Regions from separate parts of the Mus musculus genome. Here regions 1, 2, 3, 4 and 5 are each linked to region 6. Evidence: chromatin contacts called from public Hi-C, HiChIP or PLAC-seq and promoter capture Hi-C data. All regions are on one chromosome and are shown on one strand. Each heading gives the region's core, a stretch centred on a gene start, on an enhancer-like site or on the middle of the called end of the contact. The rest is flanking DNA. Distances are from core to core; before and after follow the strand shown.

Region 1 (2,700 bases), core at 74-2,573, 1.1 Mb before region 6:
TGGAGGCTTGGTGAAAAACACACACACACACACACACACACACACACACACACGGCACTTGGGAAGAAGCAGAACAATCAGGAATTCAAGGTCCTCCTTAGCTACAATAGTGAATTGAAGGCTAGCCTAGGCTGGCTGTATGGAACTCTTTCAGAAAGAAAAGAGGATGGATTTCGTTGCATGTAATTTGCTCATTTACCTCCTTATTAGGTCTTCTAGCAGATCTAGATGATGTGAGGTTTACAATGTAACGTCAGTGAAAGGACCCCAGCCTCCTTGGGAAGTGCGTCAGGGGCCAACCTCTGGAGGTCAGTGATGGTAGACAATCCTCCACTATTCGGGATGAACATCTTTATCCTCTGCGGAAGCTGAGACGCCCTACTTTCCGTAGGCAATGGAAATAGAGTAACTATGTAGGAACCAAGGATAGGATGCCAACGGAATGAATTAATCCAGACACCTTGGGCAGGGGAAATTGATGATGGGTTCCTGGGACAGACACACAAACAGAAAATACCTGAGGAGGAAAAGGTTTACTTGGCTTAACACCTTCTGGTAGACAAGGTAGGAATTGAAGCAGAAATCATGCAACAACGCTGCTTAGCGGTTCCAGCGTCGATGAAACAAACACTGAGTGAATAAGAGAGGGGGTGTTGGAATTGAGATGGTGAACAGTTTTGAGATGCTCAAACATTAAACCATCTCATTTTGAGGCAGCTGGGGCCGAAAAGAATCAGTTGTGTTTTACCCAAAGATACACACAGTTGCACTGCAAGCATGGACGGAGCACCGGGCTTTCAGCGTCGTTTCCACTACACCTGTGTGCGGGTAGAAAAGTCTTAAAATATCATAAGGATAATTTGACGTTTCTTTCGTGGTACAAAGAATCAAACACAGGGCGTCGGCGGTTTGCACGGTAAGAAAGTGGGGCTCTTCCACTGGGATTCAAGGTGGAGGAGCTACTATTTGTCATTGGCTCCAAAGTCGCTGTTGGTGCTGGGCTTCCTGAGCGATAGGGACATTGGGCATGTCCTCTTCACCACGACTCATAAGCACAAGAGGTGATGACACTGCTTGGAGCGGTCTGTAAGGAGGAGGTAAGGCAGTGAAGCACGGGGCTCTGGATCCAGAAAGACAAATTCCCACATTCACTCTGGGGTGACGTCACCCGGAGACTTCAGGGCGGCGCGCCAGAGCGACACCCCCGCGCTCAAGTCCCGCCCCTCAGCGTCTCCACGTAAGACGTGTGTCACCCTGAGCTAGTGGTCCCGGAAGTAAAACCAGGAGGGGCGGAAGAGACGGCGGAAGGGCGGGCCTACGGCGCGGCGGCAGGGGGCGGGGCCGAGATGGTAACGGACGCGCCCAGGAGCCGCGCTGCAGAGAGGGCCATCGTGCGACCGCTGCCGCAGGCGCTTGCTCCGAGTAACCCTGCGGCTCCGCTTCTGCCATGATGATCCACGGCTTTCAGAGCAGCCACCAGGACTTCTCCTTCGGGCCTTGGAAGCTGACGGCGTCCAAGACCCACATCATGAAGTCTGCGGATGTGGAAAAGTGAGGCTGTGGGGCGGGGCCGGGCCGAGCCGAGCCGAGCCGAGCCGAGCCGGGCCAGGTCCGGTTGGTGTCCGGGCTGGGGGTCTGACGGTCTCGGTGCAGCCTCACGCGGTACTTGGGGCCGCAGGCTCGGTCCCTCTGACCGACCGTTGATTGACAACTTCAGTAAATGGTCCTGTTCCCTGCTCGCGGCGACCTCTGCTTGCTGGAACTGTAGCTTCTCAGGGTTGAACTGAGCGCGGCTGTTTTGGTGGACTTCACCTAAACCTCGCCGCTCCTTTTTTTCCTACCTAAGCCTGCGCAACCTTTCTGGGCGCGATGACCTGTTCCCTTGCGGGCAATGACGGAAATGGTATTTATGTTTAGTTTTGAGCTTCTTTGGTTCTGTGGTGTGCTCTTGAGGTTCTGAACATGAACCATTGAGTACCACAGACTTCAGAGGACGTGAGACCGTGTGACGTTACTGTGTGACTGTTTAGGATGAAGATTTCAGGTTTTTTTTTTTTTTTCTTTCCTTCTTTTAGCAAATCAGGTGCTGTGATAAGCACTTGAGATAGGACAGATGAAAGAGAAAGGCCCAAGGAATTCATAGTTTCACGAGAGACCGTTATATTATTGTGTGGTTGGTTAGGATGAAGATGTATACAGGTGTGTGTGCGCGTTAGTGTGTTCGCGCGAGGGTCAGTGCACCTGGGCAGAATCTTGATCAAGTCTGGAGACTGGATGGCCGGGTAAAGCCAGCACTCAGACTGAGATCTGAGGTGTTTGGGGATGCCTATAACTGTATCCTGACAAAGTTTGGGGGGGGGGCGCCCTGGCAGAGTGTTGCCTCCCTCGTCATTGGAGAGTTCTCTGTCTTGCTAAGAAGTTTGAATTTTATATAGTAGTCATCAGGTGTAGTTTTACTCAATATCTACATGCATCGTGGTTGTGTCTGGAAGGTTTCTTGGAGGTGTTGTAGAAGATGGAGGGCTGGAATGCTGGAGAGGAGGCCAGTAAGCAGGAAAGAGATGACAGAAGCTGAGATTCAGTGCTTAAGTTTGGTAGGCAGTTGATGGAAAGAAAGAAAAAGGGAGGCTCTTCAGGACCTTTTGTTGTTGTTGTTGTTGTTTAAAATTTACATATGTAAAAGAATCCTTTTTGAAACAT
Region 2 (2,700 bases), core at 188-2,687, 1.3 Mb after region 6:
CGTTGTTTCTAATCTGAAAGCTGAATTCTAAATCGTCACTCCGCCCTCCCCCGCACCCCGAGATTGTGGAATTCACATTAATACAACTCCCTGTTGTCCATAGCCTGGCAGAAGAAGCCACCGGTTTTTGTGTTAAACTGAGAGTTTGACCAAAGTCAGCAAAGTGAGCACTGTTTCCACTTCAGGACAAGGCTCTGAGACTGAAACTTCTTCCTTGTGTTCTATAAAACAAACTCCACCTTTGACCTCTCACCTTTGGCTTCTCACCTGATCAGTGCTTGCAAGGTAAGTGCCCTGGATTTTTTCCCCCTTCAAGAGGAAACTTCCCTAGAAACTGCTCTTGGGAAGGTGAACAGAAAGTGTGTTTTTGCGGAAGGCATGTGATTAGCTTCTGAAGCCCGTTGACTAAGGTAAGAGCAATAGGGTTAAAGGAGATAGAAAGCGGAACAAAGTTGGAGCAGACTATCCAAAGGAAAGACCCCCGTGTCGGTCACACACAGTTGTCCAGCGGGTCCCACTCTGATCTTAGAATGATACAAAACCACAGCTCCGTGGTGATAAGGTGGATTAATTAGTACATCACCAAATGGCAACCTCCCAGAAATCCTAGCTGTGTCGTTCCATATGTTGGAAGAGTTTACTGACTGATAAGGTTTGAGGTGGGGTTTGGTTGTTGTACAAAGGTCCAAGTTCAGAAACTCTGGTCTCCTTTCTAGCCAGAGGGCAATGCAGTATTTCTCACATTTTAGCGTTCCTTAGAATTGACAGAGGTAGCACCTTTCTTAGGCCTTCAAGTTTTAATTCAGAGCTGGATTTTGCTTGACTGTTTGTTGAATTGGGGGAGGGGGTTGTTTTCATTGTTGTCTGAGGGTTTTGCAGCTTTTTCCCCCCTTTCTTTTTTGTGGATTTGTTTTTATTTTATGAGTTATTTGGTCTCAGATGAAAAACTTTCAAACTTGAGTTGGGGGGGGGGCACTTTAAGGTGTTTTCAGGAATTTTGGCCAAGGTGACATACCTGGCTAGAGGCAGAAACAGGAGTAGGTTCAGTTCTCTCTGTTTTCATCTTGCTTATAACCTTCTCTTACTAACATAAACCACATTTTCAAATTGCTATCACCATCAGAGGATCATGGTACTTAAAGACTAATATTGAAGTGTACAGATGTGTTTCTATTGCCAGCATTACTAATCCTGAAACCAATGGTAGAGTCCAGTACTCCATAGTCTACTCTAGAATAGGCTCAATAGTGAATGAATTCCTTTGCTGTCAGTCTATCCCACTAACGTACTTTCCACTTTATCAGTTTAACTAACTCCTGTGTCGTTTCAAAGACAGGGCATGACGGAGATCTGACAACTTCTGACCTTCATCCAGAAATTCAAGAGTTCTTCACGGTGAAGGCCATTTGTCCCTGGTTAAACACCACCCCATATTCACAACTCAAGGGAACTCACAGGTATGTTTGCCATGTTGTCTAGAGGAACTGTCCCTCTTAGGAACAGAGGGTGGAAGGATGAACAGTGAGTCTTTTGTTCTGGGTCCTTTTATGTAAGTATATTGTTTACACAGTCCATTAACACAGGTAGCTTTCATATTTTACCAGTGGTACACCTGAGAGTGTTTTGGTTGGGTTGTTGTTGTTATGTTGATGTTTTGTTGGGTATTTTGTAGTAGGTCTAATAACTTCTCAATAACTGTTGTAGTCACTGTTGCTGTGAAGAGACAACATGTTCAAGCTGACTCTTATGAGAAACATTTAGTTTAGTTGAAGTTCATTATTCTTAATAAGTTCCATTATTATCATGGTAGGAAGCATGGTAATAGACAGGCAGTAGATTGGAGCTACTTCCTGATCCACAAACAGAGAGACTCTGGGCTCAGCATGAGTTTTTGAAAACTCAAAGCCCACCTCCAGTGACATTCTTCCTTCAATAAGGCCTTATCTTTCTTTTTTTTTAAATATTTTTAAAATATTTTTTACTATGTATTTTCCTCAATTACATTTCCAATGCTATCCCAAAAGTCCCCCATACCCTCCCCCCCCCCTCCCCTACCCACCCATTCCCACTTTTTGGCCCTGGCGTTCCCCTGTACTGGGGCATATATATAAAGTTTGCGTGTCCAATGGGCCTCTCTTTCCAGTGATGGCTGACTAGGCCATCTTTTGATACATATGCAGCTAGAGTCAAGAGCTCCAGGGTACTGGTTAGTTCATAATGTTGTTGCATCTACAGGGTTGCAGATCTCTTTAGCTCCTTGGATACTTTCTCTAGCTCCTCCATTGGGGGCCCTGTGATCCATGCCATATCCAGGGATCCATCCCATAATCAGCCTCCAAACGATGACACCATTGCATACACTAGCAAGTGTTTGCTGAAAGGACCCTGATATAGCTGTCTCTTGTGAGACTAGGCCGGGGCCTAGCAAACACAGAAGTGGATGCTCACAGTCAGCTATTGGATAGGCCTTATCTTTCTAATCTTTTCAAATAGTTCCACTCCCTGGCAACTAAACACATATGAACCTGTGGGTCCATTCTCATTCAGTAGGAAAGTTTGAAGTGTCCAGTCTCCTTCTCCCAAATGAACTCAGCTGGAATGGAAGCGGTAACAGCTTTGGAAATACACAGTAAGCCAGGTACAGAGACCCTCAACCTCACAGACAGATGAACAGCAGTAAGTTTGGAACAGGAAGCCCTG
Region 3 (2,700 bases), core at 183-2,682, 1.3 Mb after region 6:
AGTAACTGAAGAACCAACCAGTACCCTCAGAGCTCCCAGGGACTAAACCACCAGCCAAAGAGTACACATAGAGTGACCCATGGCTACTGCCCCATATGTAGCAGAGGATTGCCTTGTTGGACATCAATGCGAGGAGAGGCCCCTGGTCCTGAGAAGCCTCGATGCCCCAGTGTAAGGGAATGCCAGGATAGAGAAGCGGGAGTGGGTGGGTTGGTAAGCAGTAAGAGAGGGGATGGGATAGGGGATTTCCGGGAGTGGGGGACCAGGGAAGGGGATAACATTTGAAATGTAAGAAAATATCTAATAAAAATTTTAAAAAGAGGTTTTTTATGTATTTTTTAAAATTAGGTATTTTCTTCATTTACATTTCAAGTCCCCCATACCCTCCCTCCCCCACTCCCTTACCCACCCACTCCCACTTCTTGGCCCTGGCGTTCCCCTGTACAGAGGCATATAAAGTTTGCACGACCAATGGGCCTCTCTTTCCAATGATGGCCAACTAGGCCATCTTCTGATACATATGCAGCTAGAGACACGAGCTCCGGGGGGGTACTGGTTAGTTCATATTGTTGTTCCACCTATAGGGTTGCAGATCCTAGCTCCTTGGGTGCTTTCTCTAGCTCCTCCATTGGGGGCCCTGTGATCCATCCAATAGCTGACTGTGAGCATCCACTTCTGTGTTTGCTAGGCCCCGGCATAATCTCACAAGAGATAGCTATCTCAGGGTCCTTTCAGCAAAATCTTGCTAGTGTATGCAATGGCGTCAGCGTTTGGAGGCTGATTATGGGGTGGATCCCTGGATATGGCAGTCTCTAGGTGGTCCATCCTTTCTTCTCAGCTCCAAACTTTGGCTCTGTAACTCCTTCCATGGGTGTTTTGTTCCCAAGAGGTTTTAATGTGTCAGTGAGGTAGCTTAGTGGGTAAAGACCCTTTCAGTCAGCCTGGTTTGAGTTGATCCCAGGGACCCACGGTAAAAGGAGAAAATCCATTCCTCCATATTGTCCTCTGACCTCCAAATGTGCACTGTAGCAATGCCCTCTGAAATAAATAAAACTGTAATCAAATGTAGAAAGAAAACCCTCATGTTTTCTGGCCTCCACCTCCATGCAGAAGTGGGTGCATGGACATATATACACATATATAATAGATGGAATAAGTTGCCAAATGTCAATGGTGTTTGTTGTAGGTATCTCTGAATGGTGATGGTAGGGGTGGATTTAATTTCTTTTTATTTATCTACTCTTTTCAATTTGCTAATGCACATTTTCTACACTGATGATAAACGTAATTATTTAGACCATCCGAATGCTATGTGTTCAGTGTTCCCGACCTTAAGAAGTGCATCTCTTGCTTAATTTCAATACTGATGAAGTCCTTAGAGGTTTAGCTGGCTGAGCGAACAAGCTCCTCCCACTTCTCACAGCCTCCTCCATCTCTTAAATACTCCCATCTCTCCGCACACAACCCTCAGGGGGAACTCTTCTGCCAAGAGGACAGTGCTAAGAAGCACAAATAAAGGTAAGGATGAGGGCTGGGGACAAAAGCTGAGGAGGAAGTTCTCGGGACGCCAGAGAACACAACCAGCTTTGGCTCACAACCCTGGGACTGCTTTGTTGAATAACTTGGCTTGCTCAACGGGATTCCTTTTTAATATTAAGCCAGGACTTTGTAAACACGTTTACAATGAAGGTCATATGACCAGACAAGTTTCTCTGAAGGGGAGGAAGGGTGAAGATTTGGTTAGTGAGGCATTTTATTCAATTAGTGCTGCGTATTAAACTACCACCCATCCTGTGGTAAGTCAGTTACCTGACCACAGGGCAGGATCCTCTTACCTTTGTCCTTGCTAAGCAGTAATGACTGATCAACTATTGACAGGAGACAATGGCAAAGAAGGTTGTGGTGATTGGAGCAGGGGTCAGTGGCCTAATCTCTCTGAAGTGCTGCGTGGACGAGGGTCTGGAGCCCACCTGCTTCGAAAGGACTGAAGATATAGGGGGACTGTGGAGATTCAAAGTAAGTGAGACCTTTCTTACCTCAGAATAGGTCACGCTGAGATCGCCAAGAAGGCTGTTGGGCCTTATTGAAAGATATCTTAAGCAGCTCTGATCCAATTTTATTTTTATTTACTTATGCAGCTAACCAGGAAATGAACTCAGGCTGGCATCTCTCCCAGGTCAATGCTGTGCCAACCTGTGTGATCAATCCAGGGATGTAGGGAACCTTCTCTTTAAAATCCAGCTAAAGCAAAACAGCCCGTGTTTTTATCATTGTCCGACAAGCCAGCTAGGTAATATGCTAATATTAGGGAGCACTTTATAAAATAGAAGTAAACAGAATTATATTTATGTCATCACCTTTAATCATTGAGCAAAGTGCTTCTTCAGAGAATGGACCCCTATCACTACTGACTTTATTTTTCTCTGAAAATTAAGCCATGTTTGCCTACTGAGCTTTTCTGGTTATCTGGTTTTCTAGTAAAACCGCTGTGAACCTCTTTATTGTGTATTTTCTATTAAACAAAGTCATTCTATTTACTAGCTGTCATTCAAATTTTTATTAACAGATTCACAGACAACTATAAAGACTTACGGTCTGTGACTGAAACTATTTACGTTCCCACCTCACAGTGGGAGCACATGCCTAGAGCCCCACCACAAAGGAGAGTGAAGCAGGAGGACTAGAAACGTGAAGTCAGCT
Region 4 (2,700 bases), core at 35-2,534, 1.0 Mb before region 6:
ACACTTCCTCTAACAAGGCCACAACTACTCCAACAAGACCACACCTCCTAGTAGTACCATTCCCTATGGGCCAAGTGTTTACACATGAGCCTGTGGGGGCCAGTTCTATCACCTCACCACAGGTGGCTGGAAAAGCCATCAGGCTAGGAGAGAACAAGGACAGCTTCTACTAAATGCTATTTAAATTCCCCTCTGCTCCAGACCTGTCTATACAGTCATGCTTGCTTTCCACAGTCACGTTTGGAAGCCATTGTGCTCACTCTACAGAGGAAATCAGCTGGGGACCAGAAAGGCTAAGGAGCTTCTAGCTCAAGGCCTCCTAAGTGGCAAATGACAGAGCTAGAGTGGATCTTTCAGGACACAGCCTTTGCACTGTGCTCTGATGTTTGACGTCTTACAGAGAGGTGTAAGGACTCACTGGAAAATGTGGCAGGTAAGAGGAGTCCCTGCAGAGGCAGCAGCAGCTGGTCTTATGTTTTTATGTTTTTATACAAGTGAAGAAGGACGCTGGAGACCTCACATGAAAATATGTGGGAGGTAAAGTGACCTAGGGGGTGTTTCTGAAGTTCCTCTGTGGTCTCCTTTCCCTTTTTTGGGAAGCAGGGACAGTGGTGGAAACTGAACCCAAAGCCTTGCATATGCTAGGCAAGCATTCTCTCACTGAGCTACACCTTGGTCTCAGTGCCTTTTCTGAACTAGTTTAATCTTAACATAGGTGTTCCAGATATCTCTGGCCACCAGTGTGCAAGGTGAGCAAATTTCTGTCCTGTCTGGAAGAGCCCATGACTTCATATGGATTCTGCTTCATAGCCTCAGTAGTGCTGCAGACTGATTGAAGTAAAGCATTTACCAAACACGAAAATATTGATTCTTCTCACCACTTGCCATCTGTTCAGGTGTTGCCCAAGTCATATCTCCCGAGCCATTTCCCCTAGGGATGACGTAGGAATTGCTGCTTTTAAGAATACACAGGGTTGTACTGCTCCAGCCTGTTGCACACTGATTTGTTCTACTTAACGTGGGAAATATATATTTTTATAGATCTGCGGTGTACAACCACCAGCGGATTAACTTCAGCATCCATGGGTAAGTTTGCGAAAGGCCTGCGTTGTTCCAGGCCCTGGCACATGGTGGTGCTGGGCGCTGGAACGAATCCGTGAAGCCCGGGCGCGCAGCCAGCTTCCGGGTTAGGTATCGCCTGGCCGACTTCACCCCGACTCTCTCGGCCCCGCCCCGGGTGACCCCAAGGAGCTCGTTCAGGGGGCGTGGCTGGCGCGGGGCATGCCGGGCGGGCAGGTGGGCAGGTGCCTGGGCGGGGCGCGCCGTGGTTGGCAGCGGGCGGAGGGGCGGCGGCTGCGCACCCCGAAGAGTGGTAGGCGGAGCGAACGCCAAAGGCGGCGGTCGGGACCCTGACATGGACAAGCTGAAGAAAGTTCTGAGCGGCCAGGACACCGAGGACCGCAGCGGTCTGTCCGAGGTGCGTGCACCGGGGGAGTTGGCATTTCTTGGACAGCTGCCCTGCTGTCCTCCGGCCCGCCGCGCCGAGCTCTGCCGGGACACAGCCACAGGTGGCAGCGCGAGCTTTGTGGAAGGCGTGGCTCCCGAACCCTCTCCAACCTTCCCTCCGAAGGGCTTGAGGCTCTGAAGCAAGACCTCAGAAATCTGTGGAGTGGGAGTGTGGATCCCGGGGCCTCCTGGAATCCGGGCCCCGAGCCCCATCCCAGCCGGACCGGCCAGGGAGAGAGAGCCCTTTGGAGTTGGGCGAGGCCGGCGGCCTTCGTGGAAGGATCCACCGCCGGATCGCGGACTAGTTTAGGTTGTGGGGTGTGAGAGCCAGACCTTATGCGTTCTGCTTTGTAATTGTAAAACTCCGTGAACGCCTGATAACAGGGACTTACCAGGTCTCCGAATCTCCAGGGCTACTTTCTAAACTATAGATTCTCACCACGCTCGGAGACTGCCAGTGTGTTTGTTTTGTTAGTAGGGCTTTGATGGCTCTGAAACTTGACCACAAAAGTCCTGTGCTCCAGAGCCACTCAGAATGTCATATTTTGGGTGCTTTGGAAGTTTGTTTACATTTCCTTTCTTGATTGAAGACAGAATTACGTTTTACTTGATGTATCCTTAGCCCCGGTTTCCCCTTCTGAGAAAGAAGGGTGTTGAACGAGATGCAATAGCCCCTTTTCCTTGGAAATTGGAGTTCCTCTTTAGTGTTTACTTGACTTTCTTGTGGTTTCCCCAACATTCTGCGCTCACTTCTGTGGTTGATTTTGTTCTGAGTTTTGTCTTTGCAAAAAAACAAAACAAAACACAACTGCATCTCAAAGAGAATAAATTATTTTGAAGCCAAATACGAGTGACCATGGCCCCAGGACAGATTCAGGTTTCTGCAAACTCAGTGTTCCAACATGATAACAGTTTGATAAGTTCTTAGAGTAACAGAACAAATTAACAAATTAAGGTACTTTTCAGAAGCATTAGTGGAAGCGGTAAGCAGGCAGTTAGGGCAGTGTGGAGGAATCTCAGCTGTGGCTCCCAGAGGCTGCCTGATAGCATTCGAAAACCTTGTTAAGATAATAAATTCCAAGGTGTTTTTCCCTAGCAGTTTCCGGGAGGTTAGTCACTGTTACATCAGACACAGGTGGGCAAGAAAGAACTGCTTCCTGGGGACTAAAGATAACCCAAGGGCAGTTGCAATTA
Region 5 (2,700 bases), core at 127-2,626, 1.2 Mb after region 6:
ACTGAAATGAGATGTGGACATCTCTACCTTTCCATGCAATTAATCTCCCTTTGGAAGCAAGTGCTTTCTCTAAAAGTCTGGCATGTTCAGAAATGGTTATTATTCTGCATTCAGCTAATTTTTTTAACATGACCCAACACTGCCCATATGTCCATTTTTTCTATCCATGCCAACCTTTGTATAAATTCTCTGCTCACCGTCCCGGTGCTACCTCCTATCCTGGACTGTGAGGCAGTCTATGACTATGCTCACACTGGTGGCTCTTTTGGAAAGTACATATTCAACACACTAAGTCTCAATGTTTTTCAGACATCTAAATATTTGAGTAAAACAGACAATGATATGTGCATTAGATTACTGACAGAAAACAAAGCTTGTAAAGTTACTTTTTAAAAAGGCTTTGGTTAAACACTTTCAAGTGCTTGTTTGTTTTCCACTGCTTTCTGAAGGGCTGGGCTTGGCTCTGCTGGCTTCTTGGTTCCTTATGTAGAATACTCTCCTGTGGCTATAACCACATGTCCCTATCCTGCTTTATCCAAGTGTCAGGCAGCTTTGGATGCTGACACCTATGTCTGTCTGTAGACAGAGAGGTTGACCAGTGGAAATAAAAGCTCAATGATCGTCCTGAACACTGGGTACAGCCTCCTGCCAGGTCTCTTGCCTTCTGAGCAGAGGGAGACTTCCCCTGGAGGGCTATTAGGAGGGTGAATTGTGTTGGCAAGAGGCAACAAACTCTTTCCATTGGAATTCCTTTAAAATGCAGTTGCAAGCTATAACTTTAAAGCTGCTGAAGGATGTCTCACAGAAGACCCACACCACCCTCAGTGTGATGCATCTGAATAAGACAGTTTTTCTAAATTAGCAGTGAGCCCATGACCAGATCCAACCTGCTTGTTATATCTGTGACTAGCAATCCTGGGATTTTGTTTGTTTGTTTGTTTGTTTGTTTTGGCTGGTTGGTTATTGGTTTGGGGTTTCTTTTTCATAGAACAGAAATGCCATCTTTGCTACAATCAAATTGTGATTAATATACAATAGGATTTTGAAGGACACCACGGGCTACCACAAAAGACCTACAAAAAATAAACTTTAGGATTGCACAGAAAAAAATAGAAACTAGAACCTTAGCAATCTGGAGAGTCTGCCACCACTAAAGCGAGGGCCAAAGAGTGAAACTGGAGGTTACTAACTACTGCTAACAGGAAAGCAGGTCTGAGTGGCCAGAGAGGTGGCCCACAGACCAGCACATCACAGGAGCTGGGGCATGTGCTTGCTTGCTACAGGATGGAGGATTATCCCTTTAAGATAAGCTCCTCCCTGTTCCAATGACTCTCCTGCACACACAAACATATAAGGTGCACAACATTTTCCTTTTCAGAGTCCCCAGAAGACTAGGGGTTTAAACACAGAGAAGAAAGGAAGACAAAGAAAAGGTAAAATAAAAAATCTATTGTGAAGGGCTGAGGGAGGGAAAGTCTTGTGGGTGAATGGGAAAGCAACATAGAGGAGGGCCAGGTGGATGAATGGACTTGGATGGATCTACATTTAGTGTGGCTGGAATGAACATATCATGTCATTCAGCAAATTGTCAGGTTTTTCTTTTTCCTGGGAATTATACAACATGATTCGCATCATCTAAGTCTTTCCTTTGCAGAGCTAAGGAATTTTACCTAAAAAAAAGTGTAGAAAGGTAGTGGTAAAACATAAGGATAGGAAAATATTAGGAACATACTTCTCTCTAAGAATGAGGTTGAGAATGGGTAAGAGTGGGAAGGAGTTGTTTGAAGACAATGATTTGATTTTTGTTAAAGAAGGAAAAAGAGTAGCCTTCTGAAATAGTGAGATATAGATGTTACCAGTCTTGTGTTAAATAAAATAAATATAGGTATACATATATTCTATATATGTGTGTGTTACATATATGTATGTGCATGTATATACATGTGTATACATGTGTGTGTTTTACCTATGAAGATTCAAGTACCCAAGAACCAATAGTGTAGCTAGGCCTATGAAGGCTGCATCTATATTGACTACACACAGGCTTCTTTTCTTCCCCCTCTTGATACTATTCTTTAAGTGATACAGCTAAGGAAGTATTTCTACAGAATTGATAATATTATCAATTATAAGTAATGAGTTATAAATAATGCAGAGATGAATTGAAAGATACAGGGAAATTTCATGCATTTGACAAAAATACTAGACTGTTTATAGAAGGGATTTGAATGTCTGCAGATGACCATGAAACCTACCCTCTCACACAGAGAGACCATCAAACATCTATACCTATAGTTGGGTTTGCTTTATTCACATATAAACAATTGTGTGGAGGTGCGTGTGTATATCTTAACTGTGAATGTGTGTCATGGATAAGTATTTGCATACCTTAGTTGTGAATCTCTTAATTTTGGTAGCTGACTGAAAATAGAATACTTAATACACTTTGCTTTCACCTGCCCCTGCACATGTGTGGACATGCCTCCCCCCTACACAGAGACACACACCAAAAAAACAAACTTTTTAAACATGAGTTTGTGAAAGGTAGTATTTGTAATTCAGATCACAAATCTCAAAGTTGCAGGTGACTTTGTTCAACTGCTCTTCTGCCAAGTTTCAGAAAAGTGCAAACTGTGCTTTCGTGGCTAACAGGTATTCCAAACTACTCTATAAATGTTTTCTTGCATGACGAAGTAAAAC
Region 6 (2,700 bases), core at 61-2,560:
ATTTATACTAAAACATTACACATTGCTTTCAAGATATTACATTATTTTCTTTGGCTGATTGCTTTGGTTTTGCAATTGTAAAAGAGGAACACATCTTTCACAATCACTTAAACTTTGATGTCAACTAAAAGGGAAAAAAATGCGTCAACCAGTAAGCGAGGCTTAGCATTTAAAATAAAAACACTCGTGGTCGCAAGTGCTACGTAGAATCTATGACTTGGGTAACTGCAGGCAGGTTAGCAAAATATATTCTGCAACTCAAAGTTAGGTTTGATATTATTTAAGCCTCCTCTTAGTTAGACATGCCTTTGAATGACTACCTTATGTGCTCACTAACATGGGTAATAATCAGGGCAGACCAAAATACCCAGGATAAGTCATATTCCAGGAAGTAACTCAAAATGAGAGGAAAAAATGAAGCCACATTAGGTAGCCAGGGGTAAGTCTAGGAAAAGTGAAAATACAAGTGTGCCTTCCCTTCCCTCTGAACCCACAGTGAAAATCGTTTATAGGAAGGCAACAAAATCTCCTTATAATGAAGTACATGGTGACAGCTTTGACATCTTTTTCTTTAGAAGATGAACTTGTGTTTAACAGGAATAAATATTATATAACTAGAAGGTCCTTTTTCTTTTTTTTAAGCAGACTGTCAAAAGGCTTAAGCCGAATGCACAGGAAGGGCTAAGAGGGCTGTGGAGGTGTGTCCTTTCAACCCATCAATACACTAAACTAACAAACGTGGGGGGAAAACAGATTAGGGATTGCACCTGGAAAGAAAGCCACAGCTAACCATTCACATTGAAATTTCCACATCCTCAAAATGATAAATTATGTCCATAGAGACAAAATTACACCCACACAACATTAGTCTCTCTCTCTCTCTCTCTCTCTCTCTCTCTCTCTCTCTCTCCTCCTCCTCCTCTTCCTTTTCCTTTTCCTCCTCCTCCCAGCCCACCCCCACCCCTTGCAACTATAATAGATTTTCTTCCTTGAAGAAGCCCACCTGGATTTCACCCCCAGTTACCTTGGATCTGTGGGCTCAGGATGATAGTTCCAGAGGATCCCCTGAGCTGCCACATAGAACTGCCTTAGTTGCGCGGCCTCTGCCTGGTGGCTGCCCCAGCCCGCCCAGCGGGTTCCCAGAACCACCAGGAGGAAGAAGCACGGGCAGACTAGGAGCATGGCCCTTGTCCTGCCGCGCGCTGCCACCACCGACAGTGCTCAGTGCTCTGTCCCTGTTGCGCGCTGATCTGTCTCCCTGGAGGACTAAGAAGCTGCAGGGCACAGTGAGTGTCCCTGTCCCCTGTGGTGGCTGTCTAACCCTACCTCCCTCTATGCCTAGTGTAGGCAGGGGCTTGTTGAGGTCACTCCCCCCTGTGGCCACAGGCATTTACTAGAGAGAATGCCAGACAAGGAATGTAGAGGGAAAGGAAGGGCAAGCCTGCTGGAGGTTATGGCTCTGGAGCAGTGCCCAAGGGTCTCCGCCCCATCACAAAGCAGCATTTCCCCCACTTCAACGTAGGTGGGAGCAGCAATCCCACTTAACCTGCGCGGGTGGAGGTGGGGGGATGGGGTAGGGGTTCAAAGTTTAGGCTTGTCAGCTGATTTCTGCAAGCCTTAGTAAGACCCAACACCCATCCTCAGATCCCAGGAAAATGGCACTGCACAGTAACCAGAAAACAGCCTCAGGACAGGTCCACCAACAGGTTAGCAGTCTGAATCTCTTAGGACAGACCGCTTGGTAAGGGCTTGTCACCAGCTCAAGTGTAGCCGAGACCAGGGTTTAGAGAACTCATTTGAGATAGTCAGTAGCTGTGTGGTCTGGGGCCAACTATGTCTTTAGAAATACTTTTGACATCTGTAAAATAAGAATGGCAATTCTAGTTTTCCTTGATCTTATTATTGGGAGGGGACAAACTGTTGTAAACTGGACAGTCCCCAGGGCCTAGGTAGCTACAGTCTATGATCTTGTCTTTGCTCGTTCTCCTGTATCCTTGGCATGGTGTTTTAGATTTTATTTTTCTGTTGGTGGCAAAGCTGAGAATTATGCCTGAATCAGCAGGATGGCCTGCCCTGAATTCTCCAGAACTTTGTCTCTGCTCAGACTTTCTGCTTCCAGCACATCCAGTAAATTGTGATCTGGTACCATCCAGGTTCCGCAGCAGCCTCTCCCTCTCCCTCCCCCTGCCCCACCCCTCCCCCTTCCCTTCCTTCTCCCCTCCCCCCAACTCCTGCTTCTGTTTCTTTGCTGATCACATCACTGATATTCTTCAGTCAGTTTATAATGCCCCTTCTTGAGTCAGGCATGATGGCACATGCCTGTAATCCCAGCACACGAGGGCTAGAAGCAGGGGAATGTGAGTTTGAGGCCTGAGATCAGCCTAAGCTACGCAGTGAGACCATGTACTGAAAAGTAATTAATTAGCAGATGTGTGCACACATAACTACACTAGGAAGAATGCTCACACGGATTTCCTTCCCTTTCTGCTTCCCTGCTCTTTAAAGTCAGAATTTCTGCCATTGTCTCTGATTCTGGGTTCCAGTTGACTTTTCCGTTTCATGAACTTAATCTGCTCAGATTATATACTCCTTTTGCTAACCTTTCATTAGGTTTTCAAGATGCCCTTGTATCTGTGGCTAGATTATGATCTATTCAAGAGCAGGGATGATGTCTTATACTCCTGATCCACAGTTCCAGGA

Evidence for each region. Promoter capture Hi-C pulls out the DNA fragments that hold promoters and counts their contacts. A called contact is a pair of places that touch in the nucleus more often than the background predicts. HiChIP or PLAC-seq counts read pairs in DNA pulled down with a chosen protein or histone mark.
Region 1: a contact with region 6 is called in an H3K4me3 HiChIP or PLAC-seq map of pro-B cells, with 5 times the contacts expected there. The contact joins the promoter of Tiprl here to the promoter of F5 in region 6. A contact is called at or near these places in 1 of 15 datasets of contacts at CTCF or cohesin (large pre-B cells), 1 of 484 Hi-C or Micro-C datasets (B cells), 4 of 115 datasets of contacts at active chromatin or transcription factors (large pre-B cells, pancreatic cancer cells, pro-B cells and 1 more) and 1 of 9 other capture datasets (liver).
Region 2: a promoter capture Hi-C map of liver shows a contact between it and region 6, with 2.9 times the contacts expected there. The contact joins the promoter of Fmo4 here to the promoter of F5 in region 6. A contact is called at or near these places in 4 of 39 promoter capture datasets (the 3T3-L1 cell line, liver and maxillary cranial neural crest) and 1 of 9 other capture datasets (adipose tissue).
Region 3: a contact with region 6 is called in a promoter capture Hi-C map of liver, with 4 times the contacts expected there. The contact joins the promoter of Fmo2 here to the promoter of F5 in region 6. A contact is called at or near these places in 8 of 39 promoter capture datasets (cranial neural crest, embryonic stem cells, frontonasal cranial neural crest and 4 more), 1 of 15 datasets of contacts at CTCF or cohesin (embryonic stem cells), 6 of 484 Hi-C or Micro-C datasets (MC3T3-E1-derived osteoblasts, cardiomyocytes, cortical neurons and 3 more) and 1 of 9 other capture datasets (adipose tissue).
Region 4: a promoter capture Hi-C map of the C10 cell line shows a contact between it and region 6, with 2.7 times the contacts expected there. The contact joins the promoter of Sft2d2 here to the promoter of F5 in region 6. A contact is called at or near these places in 8 of 39 promoter capture datasets (the 3T3-L1 cell line, 3T3-L1-derived adipocytes, the C10 cell line and 3 more), 3 of 484 Hi-C or Micro-C datasets (B cells, CD4 T cells and Th1 cells) and 4 of 115 datasets of contacts at active chromatin or transcription factors (astrocytes, large pre-B cells, regulatory T cell precursor and 1 more).
Region 5: a Hi-C map of liver shows a contact between it and region 6, with 4 times the contacts expected there. The contact joins the promoter of Fmo3 here to the promoter of F5 in region 6. A contact is called at or near these places in 3 of 39 promoter capture datasets (cranial neural crest, embryonic stem cells and liver) and 1 of 484 Hi-C or Micro-C datasets (liver).

The regions. Positions count from the first base shown.
Region 1 is chr1:165,235,581-165,238,280 of GRCm38.p6, reverse strand. Tiprl (TIP41, TOR signalling pathway regulator-like (S. cerevisiae)) reads left to right here and starts at 1,323. Exons shown (of 7, transcript NM_145513.4): 1 at 1,323-1,551. The coding sequence starts at 1,448.
Region 2 is chr1:162,811,286-162,813,985 of GRCm38.p6, reverse strand. Fmo4 (flavin containing monooxygenase 4) reads left to right here and starts at 1,437. Exons shown (of 9, transcript NM_144878.1): 1 at 1,437-1,457.
Region 3 is chr1:162,897,490-162,900,189 of GRCm38.p6, reverse strand. Fmo2 (flavin containing monooxygenase 2) reads left to right here and starts at 1,432. Exons shown (of 9, transcript NM_018881.4): 1 at 1,432-1,518; 2 at 1,879-2,016. The coding sequence starts at 1,885.
Region 4 is chr1:165,193,017-165,195,716 of GRCm38.p6, reverse strand. Sft2d2 (SFT2 domain containing 2) reads left to right here and starts at 1,284. Exons shown (of 8, transcript NM_145512.4): 1 at 1,284-1,477. The coding sequence starts at 1,415.
Region 5 is chr1:162,983,204-162,985,903 of GRCm38.p6, reverse strand. It overlaps Fmo3 (flavin containing monooxygenase 3), which reads left to right and starts at 1,376. Exons shown (of 9, transcript NM_008030.2): 1 at 1,376-1,433.
Region 6 is chr1:164,150,445-164,153,144 of GRCm38.p6, reverse strand. F5 (coagulation factor V) reads right to left here and starts at 1,310. Exons shown (of 25, transcript NM_007976.3): 1 at 1,025-1,310. The coding sequence starts at 1,182. It overlaps Gm16548 (predicted gene 16548), which reads left to right and starts at 928. Exons shown (of 3, transcript NR_037987.1): 1 at 928-1,286.